Regions from separate parts of the Mus musculus genome. Here region 1 is linked to region 2. The links are chromatin contacts, called in public Hi-C maps. All regions are on one chromosome and are shown on one strand. The core of a region is the stretch at or near the end of the contact, and the rest is flanking DNA. Distances in the headings are between cores, read along the strand shown. Region 1 overlaps Gm41418 (a long non-coding RNA gene). Region 2 overlaps Gm30310 (a long non-coding RNA gene).

Region 1 (4,994 bases), core at 1,740-4,239, 400 kb before region 2:
GTGTGAACAAGGCTCTGCACCTCCTGCCACCGTGGCGCTGCCCTTCTCCCAGCATTCCCACAGTAAGCGACTGTACCTTCTCAAACTGAGAGCCACAATAAACCCTTGCTGCCTTAAGGCGCAACCTGTCAAGCATTTGGCCATAGCAGGAAAAGTAATTCATGGACAATGGTGGCTTGACTGAGAAATGTCCCCTACAGGTGCAGGAATTTGAACACTTGGTTCCTGGTGGCACGGTGGCATGCTGTGTGAGGTTATGGAGGTGGGACTTTGCTGGAGGAAGTGCATAACTGGGGGTAGGATTCAAGGGTTTAGCTTCACCCACTCCCTGTTCTCTCTGCTTCCTTCTCCTGTCTTAATGCCTTTCTCACCATTATTAACTCCATCCCTCTAGAATCATAAGCTAAAATAAACACTCTCTTCCTTAAGTTGCTCTTTGTCATGGTATTTTATTACAGCAACAGAACATTAACTAATTTATATATATATCTATCATCTTCAAATGCTGGATGTCTTCCTGGCCCCAGAAAAACAGCATGCACTAGACGAGGTGTTGTACTCCATGGGTGATGTAGGAAAGACGTAATTGCTGGGAATAGCCCATGCTGTGCTTGTTTGGAGAGTAGCTCTGAAGTCTAAGGAAGTCTAACTTGAAATCATCCCTTAGCATACCCCAGCTGTCTCCAGAATCCCAGGATGGAACCTTGGTGGTTCTATGAACCAATTCATCCAAGTGCTTTCACATTCTAGGGACCCATTGTGAAGACTTGTCAGCAAGAAGAAAGAAGCTAGTATTAAACACTGGGGGCTGAAAGAAGTCTTCACCCACAAACTATAGTAGCTTATCAAATTAGACCCACCTTTTGTGGTTTATAACCATTAATTCCTGAAAAATCCTTTCAGAGGACTTTAGCAGAAGATATGCCATAGCTCTATATGCTGGAGTACAGAAAATTTGGGGGCAGCATATTTGGGTTCAAGAAGTGTCCAAAATCATAATTTCTAGTAGGTATGTCCAACACGTTGCCATGTGTAGTCAGAAGTGGCTATGGATACATCCTAGCACAAACTCATAAATATATTTAAGTTATGAGATTTTGGGTGATTTTTTTGCAACTCAATTGTTAAGTTCTTGAGAATGAACATTGTAGATAAGCACATCATATTACAATGCCCAAATGGACTCCCCTGCAGGCTTACATAAAACTATGAGTGGCCTTAGGGAAAATGATGAATAAAATGTGGGGAAATCAAAGAGTTGCTATCTACAAAGTTCACGTGGGAAAGTCAAGCTCATGAATCTCTTGGCCATCACCAAACTAATCCAGAAAAATATGTCCTCTTCCTCTGTATAGATGGGGTGATCCAGAGGGAAGAAACAACAAGATAAAAAGATACCTAATACAATATTGATTATGGTAGCAGACCCACACATTGAGGCTAAGAAACCCATATTCTTCTATTATCATGCTGTACAACAGGAAAAGACCATGATAAAATTCAGTCCAAGTCCAAAAGTTAAAAATCAGGAAGGCCGCCAAGGTCAGTCCATTGTGCAGGATGCCAAGGACCCAGAAAACAGTGATCTACAGATGGGCAGGGCAGAGCAATGTGGAAAACAGCTAACAGATCCAATGTGTTTCTTATGGACTAGACACTATGGATTCACTCAGTTCTCACTATACATCTTTTTGTTTGTTTAATTATTGCTTTATTTTATAGAATTATAGAAAATAAAGCTAAGTTTTAGGTATCCCATACAATTTTTAAGCTTATAAAATAAGGAAATAGTTAAGTGAACTGCAGGAGCCATGCAGATCAGCAGTAAAACAGTTGCCCAGTGTTCACAGAGTCCCTAGGTATCATCTCTACACAGGGCATCATGGGAAGAGTGAACAAAATGAAGGAAGGAAAAGGAGAAGGGGGAGAACCAGCTATTAGAGTTATTTCGTAAATCAGATGTTAATACCACTGACATTCTAAAACCCAAGTACCATCATTAAAGTATTTATATCAAATAATTTCTTAGGTCCTACAAAATTAAGGTTGGATTTCCTATTTATTTATTTATTTATTTAGAGAAATGATGTACCAATACACTCTCACAACAGACTATACATTTGCCAAACTATAAGTCATGTTTAAAAATACAAACTTTGAATTGGACCTGGCTAGCTTGTGGTCTTTTGAACAGGTGTAAGGTAGACTGTAGCAAGTGACTGGGGTACAGGAAAAATGCTTTCTTCTAGAGGAAAAGCCTGCCAAGCCCAGCTGTAGGGATTCCATTGCAGAACTCAAAATGAATAAATCATAAACTCCTTCTATTTGGGTCCCTGGAGCAGCCCATTTTTAAATTTGATTTCATTTGCTTAGAACTGGCTCATTCCCTAGGGTCTCTTAGATGTCCTTGCATCCTTCCAACAAATTGTTTCTTGCTCAGGCTGACTCAAGTTGTCCTTTGTTATTGAAGAGCAGCATCAGAAAACATCTTAATAATGAATGCAGAGCGACTCCTTCTGTGAAGCCTTTTTGTTGCTAGGCTGGGAAAACTTTCCTAAGTGTAGCAGGAGCTGTGTGTTGTCAATTAAATGAAGCTTCAGTAGGCATGTATGCACTTCTGATAATTCAGACACCTGAACTCTCAGAATAGTGGAAGTTACCAATGTACCAAAGGCTAGCTTTGGGGTTCATATGCACTTGTACAAGTGCATATACCATGAACTACTGGGCAGAGATGCTGAGAGACCTCTGCAACTCCACATGACACAAACAAGTTAGCAAAACTGGAATGCCAACAGCAGATGTATCAGCGATGGAGACAGATGGCCTTTTAAATCATAACAAAGTAGAGAGTAAGCTACAAGTCAACTTCACACCTAGAGAAAAAGTAACACGTGTGTGTCTTTTCTGAATGCAGTCAGGGAGATATGACTCAGCTCTTTGCTGTCTCTGTGACCTTGAAGGTGTTGTCTTGACCTTGGAGATGGCTTCAGGCTATCCTTGTAGAAAAGAAGATAAACAATGCAAGGCGCCTCTGAGAAAGGGAGAACCTGAGAAGTCTTTAGCATCATGCCGGGCCAAAATTACCATTTGAAAGGTGGCAGAAAAACAAATATCACACACTTTCATCTCCTCTGTGGATGCTTGACTTTATGTAGGTGCATAATATCCTATATGCATAAATGCAATAGGAGAGAATAAGTACAATGTATCCTTATAAGAATGCCCTTATGTCACCGGAGTGGGAGTAAAATGGCTCTCTGACATACCTTTATAGAGTTTTAACAATTAAAATGGACTCAAAGACACTAGAAAGATGGAGAGTAGGAGGGTCTCACCCACCTTATCCCCCTGCTCTGCAGAGCCTTTGTTAGACAGCTCTGGGGTATTGTACAGAGATGGAGAGAAGAAAGGCTATTGCTGAACTCAATGACCTATGCTTCCCTCAGAGGCTGCCCTAATCTTTAAAACCTCACTGTGGCTCACTCTCTTCTCTTGCTCTCTTCTCTTCCCTCTCTGAGCCTTCTCTCCCCATTCTGCTCCCCATCTCTCTCCATGTACTCATGGTTAGCCTCTACTCCTTTCTCTCTCTCTCTCTCTCTTCTCTTCTCTTCTCTCTCTCACTCTCTCTCTCTCTCTCTCTCCCTCTCAACTCCCTTCCCCATGCCCTAAATAAACTTTATTTGATACTAAAAAACAAACAAACAAACAAACAAACAAACAAAAACCTTCATTTAAAAAAAAAAGAATGCCCTTATGAAATCCAGGACTAAATATAATGAATATATGCTGATAAAAATGTAAATGTGTGGCAGGGTGTTTGTGTGTGCGTGTGTGTGAGTATGTGTGTCTTTTTTTTTTCCATTTTTTATTAGGTATTTAGCTCATTTACATTTCCAATGCTATACCAAAAGTCCCCCATATCCACCCACCCCGACTCCCCTGCCCACCCACTCCCCCTTTTTGGCCCTGGTGTTCCCCTGTACTGGGGCATATAAAGTTTGCAAGTCCAATGGGCCTCTCTTTCCAGTGATGGCCGACTAGGCCATCTTTTGATATATATGCAGCTAGAGTCAAGAGCTCCGGGGTACTGGTTAGTTCATAATGTTGTTCCACCTATAGGGTTGCAGATCCCTTTAGCTCCTTGGCTACTTTCTCTAGCTCCTCCATTGGGAGCCCTATGATCCATCCATTAGCTGACTGTGAGCATCCACTTCTGTGTTTGCTAGGCCCCTGCATAGTCTCACAAGAGACAGCTACATCTGGGTCCTTTCAATAAAATCTTGCTAGTGTATGCAATGGTGTCAGCGTTTGGATGCTGATTATGGGGTGGATCCCTGGATATGGCAGTCTCTACATGGTCCATCCTTTCATCTCAGCTCCAAACTTTGTCTCTGTAACTCCTTCCATGGGTGTTTTGTTCCCAAATCTAAGGAGGGGCATAGTGTCCACACTTCAGTCTTCATTCTTCTTGAGTTTCATGTGTTTAGCAAATTATATCTTATATCTTGGGTATCCTAGGTTTGGGGCTAATATCCACTTATCAGTGAGTACATATTGTGTGAGTTTCTTTGTGAATGTGTTACCTCTCTCGGGATGATGCCCTCCAGGTCCATCCATTTGGCTAGGAATTTCATAAATTCATTCTTTTTAATAGCTGAGTAGTAGAGTATGTGTGTCTTTATGTGTGTTTGTGTGTGTGCGCGCGCATGCTTGTGTGTGTGTTGGGGGAGGGGAGGAGTGTTGAAGAGGTGTAAGTTAGTACTGTCCTCAGCCATGAAGACAGTTACCACAGCTCAGATGTCACCTCCTGCAGGAAGCCCTTCCTGACAGCTTCACCCGCAAGCAACATTCCTTACCTTCAGGACAGTCTTTCTGTGACTTTCATCATTGCCTGTGTGTGCTCAGCAGTGAGGACTGAGATAAAATGACACCTGAGGGAAGAGTTGTCATTTGCCTGTGATTATGCAGTTAACAAGTGGCAGAATTGTGAA
Region 2 (4,717 bases), core at 686-3,185:
GCGCTCAGGGCATCCTTCCATCTCTCAGCACCAATCAGCACCCCAGCCCTGGACAGGTCAGCGATTCTTACCTGAAATGAACGGAGTACAAAGGAGTATGCTCCCCTAACACTTAGAGACAGACTGTTCCTGGTCTCCCAGGATGCAGGATCTCCATCGCCCAAATCAGCACAGTGGGTGCCCCGACCTCCATGAGAGTGGGGGCTGGGCTTGGTGATCTGTTTTATTTCACCACTGAAACAGTCCCTCAAACATGGCAGGCCTTGAACAGCATTGCTGGGATGGAGCCAGGCAGGGCAGTGTGTGCCTGGAGCTGTGCATGCCCGAGGCTGACTGGGGAGGCATGCTCAAGTCCAGAAGTTTGGGGTTAGCCTGAGCAACAGAAAAAGACCATGTCTACTAAAAATTACACTACAGGCTGGGTGTGGTGGCTCATGCTTGTAATTTCCTGCGACTGAGACTGGAGGATTCCTGTGAGTTCAAGGCCAATCTTTGCAACACAGTGAGATCCTGTCTTTATAATAAACATGATATTTTTTGTTATTTGAAAGAAAACATGACTAAGTCGATGACGGAGCTTTTCCCTCCAGTCCCACGAGGTAATCAGCTCACATTCGGTCTCTTTCCATGGTGTTCTGCTGTTTGTTTGGGGCTTGTTTTTTGTTTTGTTTTGTTTTTCGAGACAGGGTTTCTCTGTATAGTCCTGGCTGTCCTGGAACTCACTTTGTAGACCAGGCTGGCCTCAAACTCAGAAATCCACCTGCCTCTGCCTCCCGAGTGCTGGGATTAAAGGCGTGCGCCACCGCCCGGCTGGGGCTTGTTTTGTTGTTGTGTTTTGTTGTGGGTTTGAGGGGTTGTTTTATTGCTGCTGCTGGTGGTGGTGATGGTGGTGGTAGGCTGATTTTAGAGGTTTGCTATACTTTTTTGTTTTGTTTTGTTTTTGATGTTTTTTGCAGCTAGGAGGAGTGAACCTAGGACCTCTGACATACCGGTCAAGCACATTCATGCCACCCAAGTGTCCTGCCCCTGAAATACATCCTCCCCAGCATGTTTGTGGCACACGTGTAGAGGTGATAAACCTCCTCCACCCGAAACACACATAACTGGCAATTGGGAGCTGGCTGGGGAGTCATGAGAGTGGGAGAGCGGGTCTTGCCCCTCAACAGCTGTGCACTCGGGAGAGTGGGTCCTTTGCCTGGTCTGTGCAGCACAGTAGAGCTGGCCCTAGTAGCAGGGCCGCAGGTGATCCGGCCCTAAGGTAAAGCCAGCATGGGAGCGCTGGCCTCACCACTCCTCCACCATGGGGTTGTGCTGGTGTGGAGGTGAGGCCCTTCCCACACCTAATTGCTGGAAAGCCTTCTGGGATACCACTTGGCAGAAAATGGGCTTCAGGCAGGAATCTGACATTGGAAGTAAGCTCAGGCAGGACTCTGACATTAGGGCATAATAAGGAAGTCAGTTTCAGTAAGAATCTAACTTTAGGCTGTAATAAGGAAGTCGGGTAAGGCAGGAATTTTAGGATGTCTCAGGATGGAACAGAAGAACTAGGCTTCAGGCAAGATTTTGGGCTTGGACGAGGAAGTGGGCTCAAGTGTTGGGTCATTATAACAAGCCCTTTTAAACAACTGCCATGGGAGTAATCACAGGACTTCGCTTACTGCCTTGTTAGTTCCTTATTGTACTGCTCGCCCAAAATACCTGCATGTAATTAAAATGTATAAAAAGTGGATTGGAAAATTAAATTTGCCTTCAGTCTGAGAATTGACTTGGGTCATGCTACAATGTTGTCTAACTATCTTTTTTTCTTTTTAATCCTCACTCCCGCGCTGGAGAACCTGTTGACTGACTGAGCGGGCTTGGTCAGACTCACCCCTCACCACGCCCAGCAGTTAGGAAAGCTGGCCCTGGGTCCTGAGAGCAGGAACGCTGGCCCAGCCTCTTGCCAGCTACAGCACTGAGTGGGCCTCGAACTTTTACTGAGCAGCACAGTGGAGCTGGCTGGAGAGGTATGGGTACAGGTGAGCCACCCAGAGGGCATGACAGCAGAAGAGCTGCCTCCTTCCTGCCAGTAGCAGCATTGGGTGGCCTAGCCAGGGCAGTGCTGGAGAGCTGGCCCTGGTGGTGTGGTAAGGACTGGAGGGCTGACCTGCTCAACTGCCACCCATGCCCAGATCCAAGGCTTTTGAGTTGGCCTATCCCAACATCTACCTCACCTGTGAATTTGGGGGGGGGGGTGTGAAAGGGCCACTCCGGCTGATCCAAAACTCCAAGATCTCATGACACAGGGGAACACATAGGATAACCAGGAGGAGTCCCAGTGAGAATTCAATGTTGGTGTCACAGAAGCCAGAGTCTTCTAACCAGACACATTGCAATGAGCATTCGCAAGTGAAGGCATGTGGACAGAGGGATATCCTGTGGGACACACTGGGACACACTGCAGCTTCCACCATGAGATGTTTTCTATGCTTTGGGTGGGTGTGTGTGTGTGTGTTATTCTGGGGGAGTTGAAAGGGCAGAGGGCAGACACGAGGGGACAGGGAGATGAGCGAAACTGGGGTACATGATGTGAAACTCACAAAGAATCAATAAAAAGTTTTTAAAAATAATAAAAATAGGGGTGGGAGGAAAAAAAAATAAAAAATTAAAAAAATAATAATAATAAAAATAAAAGCATTTAATTGGGAAGCTTGTCTACAGTTTCAGAAAGTCCATGATCATCATGCAGAGGAGCATGACAGCAGGCAGGCAGGCAGGCAGGCAGCAGGCAGGCAGGCAGGCAGCAGGCAGGCAGGCAGGCAGGCAGGCAGACCTGGCCCTGGACAGAGCATAGCGTTTACATCTGATCCACAGCTGCAAGCAGAGAGAGACACTGGGCCTGGCCTGGCCTTTTGAAACCTCACAACCCACCCCAGTGACATGCTTCCCCAACAAGGCCATACCTCCTAGTCCTTCTCAAACAGTTCCACTAACCGGAAGCCAAGCATTAAAATTTATGAGCTTACGGGGACCATCCTGGTTCAAACCCCTACAGTTCCTAGCCCAGTTCTTGTTTTTTTAACACTTGTTTACTTGTTTGTTTGGGGGTAGCAGGTGCATGACTGCAGAGTACAGCCCTGGGAGCCAGTTCTCCTCTCTACCCAGTAAATCCCAGAGACTGGGTTTGGTGGCAGCTTCATTTACCCAGTGAATCGTGTCGTCTTCTCTCTTGCCTTTCTATAGGAAAAAAACACTGTTCTTTTTTCCCTCTGGCTAATCCTTCTGTGGACACACACATGCAGTGCAAACGGGGTATTGCATAGAACACGCTGAGGCCAAGGGTAACAGCTTCCCACAGCACGATCTGCACTTTCATTTTCTTCCATCTGCGGAGGCAGGATCACACTACTCAGTTGCTGGTTGCCAGGTAGCTCCAAGCAGAGCATCCCCTTACTTTCCTCTGCTGAAAGGAACAGGCAGAAAAGACACATAGAGGTCATCTCCTGGCAGGAAGCAGCACGGGCAGCTTCTTAGGTACCCGACACTCAGAGGAACATGGTGCGCTGGCGCCCCCTGCTGGTTGAGTTTAGAATGACTGAGAAACTGTTGTGGCAGGAATGTGAGAGTCTCAAGGTCTTGGTGCCTGACTCCTGGCTCTGCTTGCATCCTATTCTAAGAATCAAATTCCCAGGAAGGCACTTAGTTTCTCCAAAACCATCCCGGGAAGTGGCTTCACGATACAGTTGGGTAGTCTAACATGCACAAGGACCTGGGTGTAACCAGGTACACCTTTAAGCCCAGCAGAGACAAGCAATCTCTGTGAATTTAAGGCCAGCAAAGGTGGGACATTCCTCTAAAGGAACAGGTTTGTACATTCACGCTCGAGGCTGGCCCTGGCTGCAGAGTAAGACCCAGTTTCAAATAAAAATAACAAAAGCCCTACTTTAAGTTTTCAGACACATTCTGACAACTGCCTCACTAACAGCTGCTATTTAGTATCTCATTCGCTCACTACTCTTTAAAAAAAAAAAAGCCAGGAGGTGGTGGTGGCACATGCCTTCAATCCCAGCACTGGAGAGACAGGGAGACAGAGGCAGGCATGCCTCTGAGTTCCAGGCCAGCCCTAGGACTACACAGAGAAACCCTGTCTTGAAAAAGTAAACAAACAGCCAGAAGTGCCTTTGTTTCTTTATTGGCACACATGGCACAGGGTATCTGTGAGGTCAGAGACGACTTTCAGGAGCCCAGTGTCTCCAGAGCAACTGTTGAAGCTGCCTGGCTCTTCAGGCTCCGTCTATGTTAAACAGACATTTTGCCAGTGGCATTTACTTTAAGGATTTTAATAAAAGGGGTATCTGACATGAGTTCCTACCAATATCCCCAAAGCGGAAGGCTCGGAGCGTTTCTTCAACACAGAAAACAGCATGAGGTTGAAAATGCCTCCTGGACATTAAAGAGCATTTCAGAGGGGCTAGTGATGTCACAGTCGACCCTGAGGCCCTGGACTCCTGAATAGGGAGAAGAGACTCTGTCTATGGGAAGAGCCTCATTGACCAGTACTGGCCACAGTGCAGATGCTGGGCCAGCAAGATGGCTCATGGAGCAAAGGCCCTTCCTTGCCCCTAGCCTGACAACCTGAGTTAGACCTCCACCACATGGTGGAGAGGAGAGGACAAACCTGACTCGTCCTTGGACTTCAACACATGCTGCTGGCAAGCATGGGTGAGCACACACGCAC

What was found. Hi-C and Micro-C count contacts between places; a contact is called where the count stands out from the background.
Region 1: a Hi-C map of trophoblast stem cells shows a contact between it and region 2, with 2.6 times the contacts expected there. The contact joins two enhancer-like sites. A contact is called at or near these places in 5 of 484 Hi-C or Micro-C datasets (cerebral cortex, cortical neurons, embryonic stem cells and 1 more) and 1 of 115 datasets of contacts at active chromatin or transcription factors (embryonic stem cells).

The regions. Positions count from the first base shown.
Region 1 is chr16:9,282,661-9,287,654 of GRCm38.p6, reverse strand. All of the region lies in intron 1 of Gm41418 (a long non-coding RNA gene), which reads right to left. Among named protein-coding and RNA genes, the nearest start is that of Gm41418, 5.2 kb to the right of the region's middle. Within about 2 kb of position 2,989, at least 6 of the 459 cell types and tissues checked have an H3K27ac peak or open chromatin away from gene starts, as enhancers often do. A contact at or near this core is called in trophoblast stem cells, where this site is marked.
Region 2 is chr16:8,882,664-8,887,380 of GRCm38.p6, reverse strand. It overlaps Gm30310 (a long non-coding RNA gene), which reads right to left. Exons shown (of 3, transcript XR_001781949.1): 1 at 3,184-4,717. Among named protein-coding and RNA genes, the nearest start is that of Gm30310, 3.4 kb to the right of the region's middle. Within about 2 kb of position 1,935, at least 7 of the 459 cell types and tissues checked have an H3K27ac peak or open chromatin away from gene starts, as enhancers often do. A contact at or near this core is called in trophoblast stem cells, where this site is marked.